Linked DNA regions of Mus musculus: region 2 is linked to region 1. The links are chromatin contacts, called in public HiChIP or PLAC-seq maps. All regions are on one chromosome and are shown on one strand. Each heading gives the region's core, a stretch centred on a gene start, on an enhancer-like site or on the middle of the called end of the contact. The rest is flanking DNA. Distances are from core to core; before and after follow the strand shown.

What was found. HiChIP or PLAC-seq counts read pairs in DNA pulled down with a chosen protein or histone mark.
Region 2: a contact with region 1 is called in an H3K4me3 HiChIP or PLAC-seq map of embryonic stem cells, with 6 times the contacts expected there. The contact joins the promoter of Sox18 here to the promoter of Eef1a2 in region 1. A contact is called at or near these places in 1 of 39 promoter capture datasets (embryonic stem cells), 3 of 15 datasets of contacts at CTCF or cohesin (embryonic stem cells, pro-B cells and stem cell-derived epiblast-like cells), 2 of 484 Hi-C or Micro-C datasets (both in embryonic stem cells), 3 of 115 datasets of contacts at active chromatin or transcription factors (embryonic forebrain and embryonic stem cells) and 1 of 9 other capture datasets (embryonic stem cells).

What each region holds. Positions count from the first base shown.
Region 1 is chr2:181,154,441-181,160,555 of GRCm38.p6, reverse strand. It overlaps Eef1a2 (eukaryotic translation elongation factor 1 alpha 2), which reads left to right and starts at 3,541. Exons shown (of 8, transcript NM_007906.3): 1 at 3,541-3,832; 2 at 5,075-5,293. The coding sequence starts at 5,150.
Region 2 is chr2:181,668,122-181,674,684 of GRCm38.p6, reverse strand. It overlaps Sox18 (SRY (sex determining region Y)-box 18), which reads left to right and starts at 3,045. Exons shown (of 2, transcript NM_009236.2): 1 at 3,045-3,503; 2 at 3,689-4,848. The coding sequence starts at 3,164. The coding sequence ends at 4,482.

The DNA.
Region 1 (6,115 bases), core at 2,292-4,791:
TACGTTTAAAAGGATCTGCGTGGGACTAGAGAGATGGCTCAGCAGTTAGGAACATGTACCTCTTTTGGAGGAATACTTCCAACAACAACATGGGGTAATTTACAAATATCTGTCTCATTTGTACACATGCATCGACAGGCTCCAATACACATACTTTAAAATAAATCTTTTTTTAAAAAGGACTGCACCTTCTCCATGTTGCAACCCTTCTGTGTCCCTTTGCCCCCAGGTATGGCTCTTGGTGATGGATGGGATGCTGGCCTCCCAGGGCTTCTCTTGGACCAGTGTGGTTACTCCTAAGGTTGGCCATTCCCTGCACTGTGACTGAAGACCCCTGGTCTTCCCCTTTGTTTCTGGGTGTTACTGCAGGCAGCACCCTGCTTTGACCCCAGCAGTTGGTCTGCTGTGTGACCTCTCAGCCTGCAGAGTATGGAAAGTTACTCGTGTCCCACAGTGCCTGTCAGACTCTTACTGGTCTTCAGAGATGAACAGCTCTTCCCTCATTGGATGTTGTAGGGCTGGGCTCCCTAGAGAAGGAGGGAGGAGCCTCCTGCCTGGTGAGCTGCCGCTCACCATGGCAACAGCTCCCTGTGGCTGTGGGCTCCCTGACAGACTGGGGATGCCTTAGACACACAGACCTCATGCTTTGGGAGATAGTGTATTTGGGGTCTTGGCTAGCCTGAAATCAGGGGTTTTCCTGTCAGGAAGGCACTAATTGTTGTCAAGGAGAGGCCCCAGAACTCCCCTCATCACAGACAGTTTATTGCTTGCTGCCTCAGGAGCACACTCAGTCTCCTGGTATCTTCCTGGAAGCTGATCTCCAGGGAGGCTTCCTAGGACTCAGGCTCAGGTAGATGGCTGGTAAAAGGCTCTAAGGCCAAGGACTGTGCTCTGAGACCAGAATGCATCTAGCAGTCCAAATCGGGGTGGAGATTTCCTGGAAACTCTCAGACTAGAAGATGTCCCAAGCGTGACCCTGATCCTGTCTCTAAGACCCTTTAAAAGCCACTTGATCCCAGTGACATACATCTGTTGGATATTGACTACAGGAGGCTGTCCTGACCATAGCTCACAGAAGGCACCCGCACAGGTGGTTAGCTGGGCACTGCAGCTATTATTAACCTGACAGTGACATCACCGCCAGCCAATGGGAAGCGGGTTTATTTGCAGGGCTGGCAGCTTGATAACGGTTAATTTTAGCTGGATCTTCATTTCCAACGTTTGTGAAACCCCCACCAGTCAAAGGGGGTGGTGCTATATCTCCCTAAACAGCTTAAAGACGGCAGGTGGGGGTTCCTGGAGAGGCTGAGGAGGTGTAGAACCTGAACCCTGTCCTCCATGCTGCCAGTAGGAAGAATCCTGGTTTCCTGTAGCCTCTCCTTGCTTGCCCTGCCCCACCTCTGGCAGCTTCCCAGGGCCACCGTGACCAGGGCTACTGAAGGAACATGAGTAGTAGCAGAGGTTGTGGCCACAGGTGAAACGCAGGCTTCTGTCTGGAAGTTACACTGTCTTAGTTCTAATGCCTTGAGCTACCCACTGGTGTGGTCTCAGGTGCTGAGCTTAGTTTTGCCCAGTTTCCTCATAGGTTTTGGGGTCCCTGAGCCCTACTTATAGAACCTGATGTTTTTCAGTATTGCAGACTTTATTGCTTAAGTGCTGCTAAGCATGCAATTGAAGAGGATAGAAACCCAAAATTCTGGCAAGGTGCTCAACTAGGCTCTACAGTGGAAGGCAGGAGAACCATCCATAGGCACTTTTTATGGTAGGATCAGGCTGGGGCCCTCAGGACCTAAATGTCCCATAGAAAGCCCCATACCAGCACTACTTCCTGGAGATTCAGTCCCAACTTGGGAGATACATGCAGATTGAAGCAATAGCTGCCCCGTTGCTGGCGCTATTGAGTGCCTGGCCATTGCTCAGTGCTGCTGGCTTAGTGGCTCCTTGGAACAGCTGGCCTCAAGGCCCCCTATCATGTTGGCTGAGTATGTTGTTGCTCAACACTGTTAACCTCTTAAAAATCTGTTTTCTGCCTATTCCCAGGGTCTCTCATACCAACAAAGGCTTCAGGGATTTGCAGTGGAGGCAAAGTATGTCCTAATGACAGGGAGGTACTTTTGACCTGCCTCCTGTAGGTCAATGTATAGGTGTTTCAGGCAGGACATGACCTCTGGTCATTAGGGGTCAGTCCTCTAGATGGGTAAGCTCCTGGCCTTGGGCCTTGCTGGCTCACTGCTGCCCAGATAGACAGAGGAGGCGACTCCAAAGCTAAGGACTAATAGCTATTCACAAAGATGCTGGGTTTTGGACCTCATTATTGAGCCCACTCTACCTCCTGATTTCGAAACCAGGCCCAGTCATCTCCATGCAAGAAGGAAGGCATTCAGGGAGAGATGAGTTGGACAAGTGGGTGGAGTAAATGCTAATGTCTTGCCAGGCGTTTATTTTTAATTCCTGGCTCCCAGTTGACGGTCTCAGCAGTCTTCAAAAGTGCCAAGTCATCTGAGAGCCCTGCCTAGCCTCTGGCTGCCCTCTGCTAGACAGACCCTCATTAGGCTTCACCTTACTCTCTCTTCATACTTGATAGCTGCCCTAATTGGGCACCCATCTCCAGGGTCCCCTAACAGGCGCTCTCAGTAGGAGGTGCTGGGCCCTGACCTGGGCCTTCTATGTCTAGATCTACTCTACACCAGGGTAGAAGGAATAGGCACAGGCCTGCTGTCAGTCAGCATAAATACTCAAGGAACCTTTGCTTCCTACTTGCAACCACAAAGACTGGTTGGGTTAGGACAGGTGGCAGTATTGGAAAACGGGAATGTCTGGGTCAAATGACAAGATAGGCACCTCTGAAGAAGCCCCTGGTGATACACGGTGGCCACAACCCCCTTAAGGTCTATTTGGGATATCCTAATCTTTCTAGAAATCTCAAGGGCTCCCTGCTTCCTACCAATGGAGCCTGAAGGAGAGTGGGGATCTGAACCCTGTTTGGATGTTCTTGGTGACCTTAGCTAAGACCATCTGAGAACGGGCTTTGTAAATTCCCTACACCTAAGGGAATAGGTAGACAAAAACCTCTTTCCAGGGCTTCATAAGAAGGTTGGGCTGCGGGCTGGACTGGCTGATTGCCTCAAGGGCCTGTCATGTAGGGTCCATGTGAGTAAGCACTTGTGCTAGGGGTGGTGGGGATCGTGGAAAACCTCTGGAAACTGAGCTTCATGTTCACCGGGACTCAACCATGAGCAGGGCCAGCAATGGATGCCCACATCAAGGCTTGCAGGGATCTTGACCTGGGCTTGGGCCTCTTCTCTCCTAGTCTACTTGCTGGTTCCCTATTGTGTTCCACCTTCCTGGGGACATCTTTATGTTGGATGTACCTTTTTTTTCCCCCCTGCTCTCCAGCAACCACTGTCTCTGCTACCCCAGTTCTCTCTACTGTTTCTTTCGCTTCTCTCCATCCCTGCCCCTCCTTTCCTGGCTCTGTTTCCCTGCCCCCACCTCTGCGCGCTGCACCGCCCTTTTGCCTGTTTTTCTCTCCTGGTCTGCGTTCTCGCTCACTGGTTCTCTCCCTCGCTCCGGTGCATCATTGCAGCTGCGTCCTCTCGGATCCTCATTACGCCGGCCCGCGTCCGTGGGTGCGCGGCCCCTGCGTCCACGCATCTTTCGCATCCCATCTGCCAGCCGCTCGGCGCCCGCCTCCCCCCTCCGGTACCGCATTGCCGTACTGCAGGGGCGCAGTGCATTGCGCCGGCACCGTCAATAGGTGGACCCCCTCCTGGAGAGATAAAACCGCCGGCGCCGGCGCCACCAGTCCTTCTGACTGAGTCCTCGGCTCTGGGTAAGGACGCACATCCCGGTCTGAGACCCTTGCTTAGGTTTTCAATCAGGGTTCGCTTCTCTGGGAACCCAGCCCGGGGAAGAGGGGAATATGCGGCACCTAGCTGGGCTGCACCCCTGGGCTGGGGGTGGAGGGAGGCTGTCTCTAGACTGGGCATGGTGGGTCCCCGTGGCAGTCGGGTAGTGAGTCCCTTAGGCAATTGTGACAGTGGAGGGGGGCCTTCTCCTGAAACCTGCCATCATGCTGTCACCTTGACCTTGGGGCTTGTCTGGGCTCTGCTGGGCTTGACAGGCTGGTCGGTGAAAGTGCTGGCGCGGTGGTTTGGGGCCCTGGGGATGTCCGTGATTTGTCAGAGTAGGGCGGGGGAGGTGGTGAAATCTGAGGACCCCTATCGCGTCCTATGTGGCTCCCACCCTCGGATGCACCCCCCACCCCAACAGGCCTGAGCTTCTCGGTTGACCTCTGAGATGCGCGGGTACTGAGACACAGGACCTGGACTGGATAGTAGGGGAGAGGGTCAGGGCATCTCTGAGGGCACTTGCTGAGCTGGGCCAGGTGGGATTTTTATTTCTCTGGCTAGAACAGGACATTCACCTCTCGGCCCTCATGGCTGCCCCTTGCCTGTGGGGAGGGCCTGAGCTATTCTGGGCCTATGCCTGGGTACCATCCAGCTGTCTCCTCTGCCAGCCTGTGGGCAGAGGGAGGAAGATGGCGCCCTTGCCCGTGGAGGGGCTGAGGAGTGCTGGCCTTCTCTTCATGGTGGCAGCAGATGGGGGTAGGGCAGTGTCCCTCCCTGGTGTGTGTGTGTGTGTGTGTGTGTGTGTGTGAAGGGGGGGGTGGCATCGAGGACAGGAAGGACAATGCACCCTAGAGCTGGGCACAGTGACTCATCACAGGGCTCCTGGCTGCTCCAGAGCTTCACTCAGTCTGCTGCTCTGTGATGTCCAGACCTGATTAACCCTTCCCTAAGGAATTTGCCTCCAAATCACCTTCCCAAACACTTACACACTAACGGAGCATTTGGGCTAAGGTATAGGGTAGAGAAACAGGTGGCTTATGAATGAAATGTGGCTGAATGGGGTTAGGACAGGGTTGGGGGGGGGTGTCGTTCTTCCCTATTCTGGCTCAGGAGAAGACTGGGTCAGGGCAAGCTCCCAAACAATACAAGAATGGCGCGGGTACCTCTGCTGGACTCTCTTTGGGCCCCTTAATCACTTGTTTCCCTCGTCCCTGACTCCACAGAGTTCCTGCCCAGCATATACCCTCAACCCCAAACCAGAGCCCCCACAGTGCCAGCCCCTCCCTCACCCAGGCAGAATGGGCAAGGAGAAGACACACATCAACATTGTGGTCATTGGCCACGTGGACTCAGGCAAGTCCACCACGACAGGCCACCTCATCTACAAGTGTGGTGGCATCGACAAGCGGACCATCGAGAAGTTTGAGAAGGAGGCAGCAGAGGTGAGCACTGTGGGCCTGGTGCTGCCATTGCTCAGTTTACCTCCTTCAGTGCAGGGGATATGGGTGCCTGGTGATGGGAGGGGTGAACAGAGCAGTCTCCCTCTGAGAATGTTGCTAGATTTGTCTCATACTGAGGGAGGGGGAACTTGTGCCCTCCCCAGGCCCATCCGAAGGCTCTGGACTCGGCCTCAGTGGGCCAGTGCCAGGAGACCCTCAAGCCTTATCCTCTTGTTCCCCAGGGCTGAAGCTGGGCTGGATGTGGTGCTGTCCTCGCTTGTCTGGCAACAGCCAGGGCTCAAGGATGCTATTAATAGCTGATTGATGGGCAGCAGGCTTGCCAGCTCCACTTTCTCCAGATAAGCTGAGAAGGGTTGCTGGTCCAGGATGGTACCTGGAGTGGGGGGTCTTGGTAGCCTGTTCCTGGTTGAGACCTACAAATGAGCAGTGGTTGTAACAGAATTCTCTTCTCTGCCCCTAACCCTGCTCATTCCGAGAAGAGCTGGCTCCTGGATAAGGGCTAAGGCAGATCTGAGGGCATCAACTGTCTATGCAGAGCTCCTGCTCCTGTGTGTATATGGGGCTTTGAGCCACAATTCTGTGTGTCTAGGCCTGATGCTTTTACCTTTTAGGGGTTGCGCTGAGGGGAGGAGGTAGGAGGGACCTGAGGGTTTGATGGCCACTTGGATCAGGTCCCAGCTGGGTTTTGTCTGGCTCTGTCTGGGTAGCCCCTCCAAGCTGGGCATCATCCCTGGAATGCAGAAGCAAACATGTCATGTGAGATTCTGGTAGGGAGTCATGTTCAGCTGAGCATCGATGACCACA
Region 2 (6,563 bases), core at 1,796-4,295, 510 kb before region 1:
TAGTCTAAGGCATCAGACTCTGCCAAAGGCTGTGACCCCAGGATAGAAGTAAAGGTTGACCCTAGCTTCATATTCCCCCAAATCCAGCCACCAGAGCCTGGGAGGCCAGCAAGATTTGGAGCCAAGAATAGGGTGCTGAACCAGAAGGCTGCTAGCGAAGAAGAGCCATCCACCTGGAGCTCCACTGCCCTCAGACAGGGACCCCACCCCACCCTTTGGGAGTGGGAGGGTCCAAGCCCTGCAGGACTATGTAATTGGTCCCAGCCTCACTGTTGTGCAGCAGCCAGAGCTGTCTGGTGGGAGCCTGGGAGGTCTGTGCCCAGTCAGTGCTTGGGAGGTCTCACCACCCCCAGGCGGAGCAGAGCCAAGCCAATCCCCCACCATAGCCACCAAGGGGACCTACCCAGAATCCTTTGCAAGCCTCACAGAGGCCTGGGGTCCAGGAAGGCTAAGGAAGGGGAGTAGGTGTAGGCATGGAAGATAGGAGCATAGGGTCCACTAAGCTAGCCCCATACTGGCAGGAAGGTTTGCCCTACCATTCCAACTTTCTGGGGGCTGAGGCTATAGACAAGCTCCTGTCATGAGTAAGTGTCCGTCTGAGCCAAATAGAGGCAAGCAGACTGAAGTGGAGTTCCAGCAGCAGAATTTCCTTCCTCACTTTGGCCAAAGCTAGGGCTGCTCATCTAACAAAGAAGCCTTAGGGATCCATCCCTTCCTTGAATGCTGAGGACAGTTTTTTCCTGAGTAGGATTTCCAGTCCTCAACCCCTGAGTTCCTATCCCTTTATAGGAGAGTCCATCGTGTCTAACTCCCAAGGACTTAGCAAGCCTCTAGCACTAGGAACTACCTCACCCCACACCCTGGGAACCTGACACAGACACACATGTAGACCACACACAGACACAGACATTCACATGGAATGTCACTCTGCTAACATAGCTGGCCACACCCACAGCAGCCCTGTACAGCCTTGGGGAATCTCTCCAGCCCTGGGGCTCTAGGGTCAGGGCCACCCTGCTGGCAGACTGAAGTCACCTCCCCCATTGTTGTCCCATCTGGAAGGAGGGTGGGAGTTGCCAGCATCACTGTTGCCAAGCAGTGGGCAGTGAGGGTTAGCCTGACCCTACAGAGAAAAGGGAGCACTCAGCAGGCTCTTGCCCAGCTAGCTCACAGGATATAACAGCCTGACATCTGAGCCACAGCTTGATTGACTAAGAGGAGGGTCATTAGCTGATGCCAGGAGGGGTGACTGCAGGAGTGTCATGGAGGGGAACAATGAGGTAATGCTGGATACTCTGTTCGGAGCAGGAGGCTGATTCTGAGCTATCACAAGAACTCCAAGCCCACCCCAATATTCAGGGCTATGGCAAAAGACTCTGAAGTTCCTTTTCTAGAGCCCCAGTGAACATCATCTCAAAATAGCTACTTCCCTGGCTAAGTCAGGCTCTGGGGACCTCAGCCTGTACTCACAGCTATGGAGTAAAGGTCATTTTTGATGAAAAGTGATAGAACTGAGGCTATATCAGCGAGCTCTGGTCCCTTTGTTTGTGGTACTGAAGAAGGAAAATAGGACCTTTTGCATGCCAGACAAGCTCTGTACCAATGACCCATGCTCCAGCCGTTACCTCTAGCTCTTTGTGTCCATTCTCAAGATGAAAATCTTCACATAGCTCTTCATGTCCTCACTCACCATCCTCCTGTACCAGTTGTTCAGACTACCTACCTACCTACCTACCTAGACCTGGCCACTGGCAAGGTCCTGAAAGCATTTCACCTTGGTGTCCACATCACTGCCTGCCTTCTGAGAAATTACTGAGTTGTTCCAATGCTTCCACACTACTCAGAATTCATGCCACTGCAGCAGGTGCAGGGCCTCTAATGTGCCTTTTATTACCCTATCTACATGACAAAATATCAGGTAGTGATGACATTCCTCATCCTTTAGTCTGAGGAGCTCTGGGGAATTCTGGGATCTCTCCATGGCAAGAGTGTTCAGAAACAAAGGGACCACTCAGGAGCAGCGCAGGGTTCCATAGGACTTGTATGTGTGAGCAGCCCCAGAAGCCACACAGGCTCTCTCTTTCAATGCTCAAGGTGGGCTATCCTGACATGACAGGGAAGGTCGCAGAGTGCTCAGGGTACGTGTAGATGGAGTTTCTGACTTGTCACGAACAGCTGCCAAGGGTTTTCCTCTATGAAGTTACACTTGGCAGTGCAAAGGGGGCAGCTCTCAGGAGAAAGCCATCAGTTTCCAGGGCCCAGATCCTTTCCTAGTGAAGAGGCTGAACAGATAAAAAGAGAACATGAATGAGGGCTCCTTTGGAAAACTCCCAGTTTTCCTCTGCCTCACCTGCTCAGGCCCTTGTGTTTTCCTTGTCTGGCCCGGGGAAGGGAAACAGCAGCCCACACACAAATTCTGAGGAGCAGGGACTGGCTATGTCCTGTGTCCACCAGTTTACCTTTTCCTTGTGGGCCAAGAGTTCTGCTTTGTCCCAGAGTTTGGTTATGAGAGAGAGAGAAAAGACACATCGTTTCTTCAGCCTCAACGACAAAATTAGGGAAAGGCGTTGGAACTACCTAGCTGAGCTCAGCATCTGGGAGGGTAAACCCACAAGAAGAGGCAAGAACATCGCCAAATCCCATTCCTTTTCCCGAGGTACACGATGAAAGTAACCTCCCTAGAACTTGGTGCTAAATTAAATCTTCCTTCATCCAATCTAAAGCCGCTGCCCTCTCCCATCATTACTGCCCAGGGGTCTGTTTCTGTGGATGGGGTGCCAGCGCGGCTCTGAAACCTGAAAACCCTGGAGGACCCCTCCTTCTGAGACCTAGCCCACACCAGCAGTCCTCTCCCACACGGGGGTCTCTTCTTTTGAGACAGTGGGAGCAGATGGGGGGCTCTGCGCTGGGGAGGCCTCAGCTGGATCCTGCCGGGAAGAAAAAAGGGAGCCACCGCGGAGGGGGGCAGCCCCGCCCCGGTCCGCCAGCTCTGCTGCGGATTGGCCCGATGTCTCTATATCTGGGATGCCTTCCTGGCACGAAGCTACCACGTCCCCAGTGTCTCCACCCGACGTCCATCAGACCTCCGTACTTGGCTTTGCAGTGCCCGCCACTGTCTCCTGCGCTCCCGCGCCGCGTTCCGCCCAGGCCTTGCCCAGCTGGAATGCAGAGATCGCCGCCCGGCTACGGCGCACAGGACGACCCGCCCTCCCGCCGCGACTGTGCATGGGCCCCTGGAATCGGGGCCGCTGCTGAGGCGCGCGGCCTCCCTGTCACCAACGTCTCGCCCACCTCGCCCGCCTCCCCGTCCAGCCTTCCGCGGAGCCCACCGCGCAGCCCCGAATCAGGGCGCTATGGCTTTGGCCGCGGAGAGCGCCAAACTGCCGACGAGTTGCGCATTCGGCGGCCCATGAACGCCTTCATGGTGTGGGCGAAGGACGAGCGCAAGCGACTGGCGCAACAAAATCCGGATCTGCACAACGCAGTACTGAGCAAGATGCTGGGTGAGAGCCTCGAATGCTTAGAGGGGCGGCGAGGGAGGGGACTTTGGGAGAGGGTCGGGATTCGGGATTTTATGGCTGGTCGCTGGGGTCTATGCCATGTTTCACGCCGCGCGCCCAAGGCGCACGACGGTTTGGCTAGTCGTGCGCCCGACACTGGTCCACTAACAGGCTCCCTTCGCCTACAGGCAAAGCGTGGAAGGAGCTGAACACGGCGGAGAAGCGGCCCTTCGTGGAAGAGGCCGAACGGCTGCGTGTGCAGCACTTGCGCGACCATCCCAACTACAAGTACCGGCCTCGCCGCAAAAAACAGGCGCGCAAGGTCCGGAGGCTGGAGCCGGGCCTCTTGCTCCCGGGCCTCGTGCAGCCGTCTGCGCCGCCCGAGGCCTTCGCTGCAGCGTCAGGGTCAGCTCGCTCCTTCCGCGAGCTACCCACTCTGGGTGCGGAGTTCGATGGCTTGGGGCTACCCACGCCCGAGCGCTCGCCTCTGGACGGCCTGGAGCCTGGCGAGGCCTCCTTCTTCCCACCGCCTTTGGCGCCCGAGGACTGCGCTCTGCGGGCTTTCCGGGCACCCTATGCCCCTGAGCTGGCACGGGACCCGAGCTTCTGCTACGGGGCGCCCCTGGCTGAAGCGCTCAGGACAGCGCCGCCTGCCGCGCCACTCGCAGGTCTCTACTATGGCACCCTGGGCACTCCGGGCCCGTTTCCCAATCCTCTGTCACCACCACCTGAGTCCCCGTCTCTTGAGGGCACAGAGCAACTGGAGCCTACCGCCGACCTTTGGGCCGATGTGGACCTCACCGAATTTGACCAGTATCTCAATTGCAGCCGGACTCGACCGGATGCCACTACACTCCCCTACCACGTGGCACTGGCCAAACTAGGTCCGCGCGCCATGTCCTGTCCAGAAGAGAGCAGCCTCATTTCTGCGCTGTCTGATGCTAGCAGCGCGGTCTATTACAGTGCTTGCATCTCAGGCTAGACACTGTCCTTGCCCTCCACCGCTTCTGCATGTGGCCAAGTGGCAGAGTTGCCTGCTCCCTTCCTTTCGCATATGTATGTTAGGGTATGCAACAGCCTTTAGAGCTGGTGGCCTAAAGATGCCATTTCTGTCGCCTCCTCATTTACACACCTCCTTCTGGGGGTTCCTGTGCTTTGGGCCTTCCCTAGGAACCTCAGGCCCTGGACGTGCTAGCTGCCTCTGCCAGGGTTGTTTTTGAATCATCTAATTCTTTTCTGCTATGTATTTTCTAGAATGAGACTGTGTTTTTTACTTTGCCTTTATATATATATACATATATAATACAATATATTTAATTTTTAATTAAACTTTTTTCTTTAAAAGGGTTTCAGTGATCACTAGCATCCATGCATAAGGACTGTAAACACAGAAATTTACTTTGCTTTTGCCTTAGCCACACCACTGCCCTCCATCCTTCCAGTGGGGCTCCCAGATATCATCAGCTCCCAGCCCGAGTTGCAGCTTTTCCTCTGCAAACCTAAGCACTGCCCAGGACAGTATTTTTCATTTGGGGAGAACTGCAGGGCTGACACCTGAACATTACAGATACATTACCAGACCCCAGCAGATAGTTGCTAAGAGGGGCAGCACCATGTCACACTTGCTCTGCTCCCCCAGGGGACCTGACTTAGGCAAAGGGTTAGTGACCAAGGCAGTGCTCAGACCTCATAAGAATCACATACCTCAAATAGTGATGTGAGGAGAGCTGCAACTCGGGGCCCTATTCTCTATAGACAGAGGTCAGAGATGTATAAAAGTCCCCTTAAGTTCCCTAGCTTGAGCTTTATTACAGAGGCAGTGATTGGGCTCCTTCCAGGAGGACTGAGGCCCTCTCTCCGGACCATCTATTTTTCAAAGTCCCTTACTAGACAAACATGCATCTAGAAAGGGGTGGCAAAATCACCCTGGAAATAGTCCCGGCACACACATACAAACACTGACTAGCTAGTCCCCTTAATCCCACTTCTGAAGGAGGAGTCTGTCCTGCCCCGGATTTCCATATAGTCTTCAATGGCGGCTGATCCAAAGATTCACCCACATGGAGTGTGAAACACCTAGCATAACTATGAAGCTGCAAATATATGGCTTTCCATGAAGGTGGTCATGTATGACTTACCTGAAAAAAACAAAACAAAAAAAAACAAAACCTAGGGCTAGATGTTCATGTGGGTCCATGCACAGGAAGCCAGCTTCCCAATACAATTAGGAAGAGGTACACAAGAAGTGGGGATTTCTTAGGCGTGTTCAGCCTCTGAGGCAAGATGATATCATCTCTACACTGACCAATATGAATTACAAACAGAGGTAGAAGATGGGTCTGACCAGGCCTGCTACCAGAATTCATGGGAACTGTCCCCAAGTGTTTAACTATTTAGACTGGGGTATTTTTCTGTCAACTTACGGACATACCAAGAAGTATACGTCAGATAGCTCAGAGACAACTGAAGCAACATTCTCGGGTCCAGAGCACTTCTTCAGTTCTAGGTTCTATACTATTCTATACTTACATTCCCTTCTCCCCTTGGTTAGTAGAGTGGAACCCCAAAGAGTGTAGGTGTGGTTCCACTCTCTCTGTGAAGAGAAGATAGATCAATGTGCTCTCTAAAAGCCCCCTTTCCCAATTGTCATGGAAAAAGGCTAGTAAGGGTCCAGTTTGGAGCAAGATCAAATTTACAAGTTCCAAAGGGTGGAGACTACCCCACAGCAGCATCAGAAAGACATGAGAGATCACACCACTAACGGCAACAGTGGATTGATAATAGGCTCTGTGTACCTGTGTGTGTAGGGGGGGGGGGAGTTCCTATTATTTTTGCCTGAGAAGACCTTCCTCACCATCCCCCAAGGATGAACCCTCCCACCCTTTCAGGTAGAACCATAGCATAAGGCCACACTCCTAATTCCTCATCCTATCTACCTCTTTCCCAAAAGGTCTGAACTTCTGTCCCCCACCCCTTTTCATCCCTTCATCCCTTCAACAGTCTAGTCTGTCCCTGGAGTGGCATGGGTAATATGCTAAATAATTTCCAGCAGAGAAGCAGGGC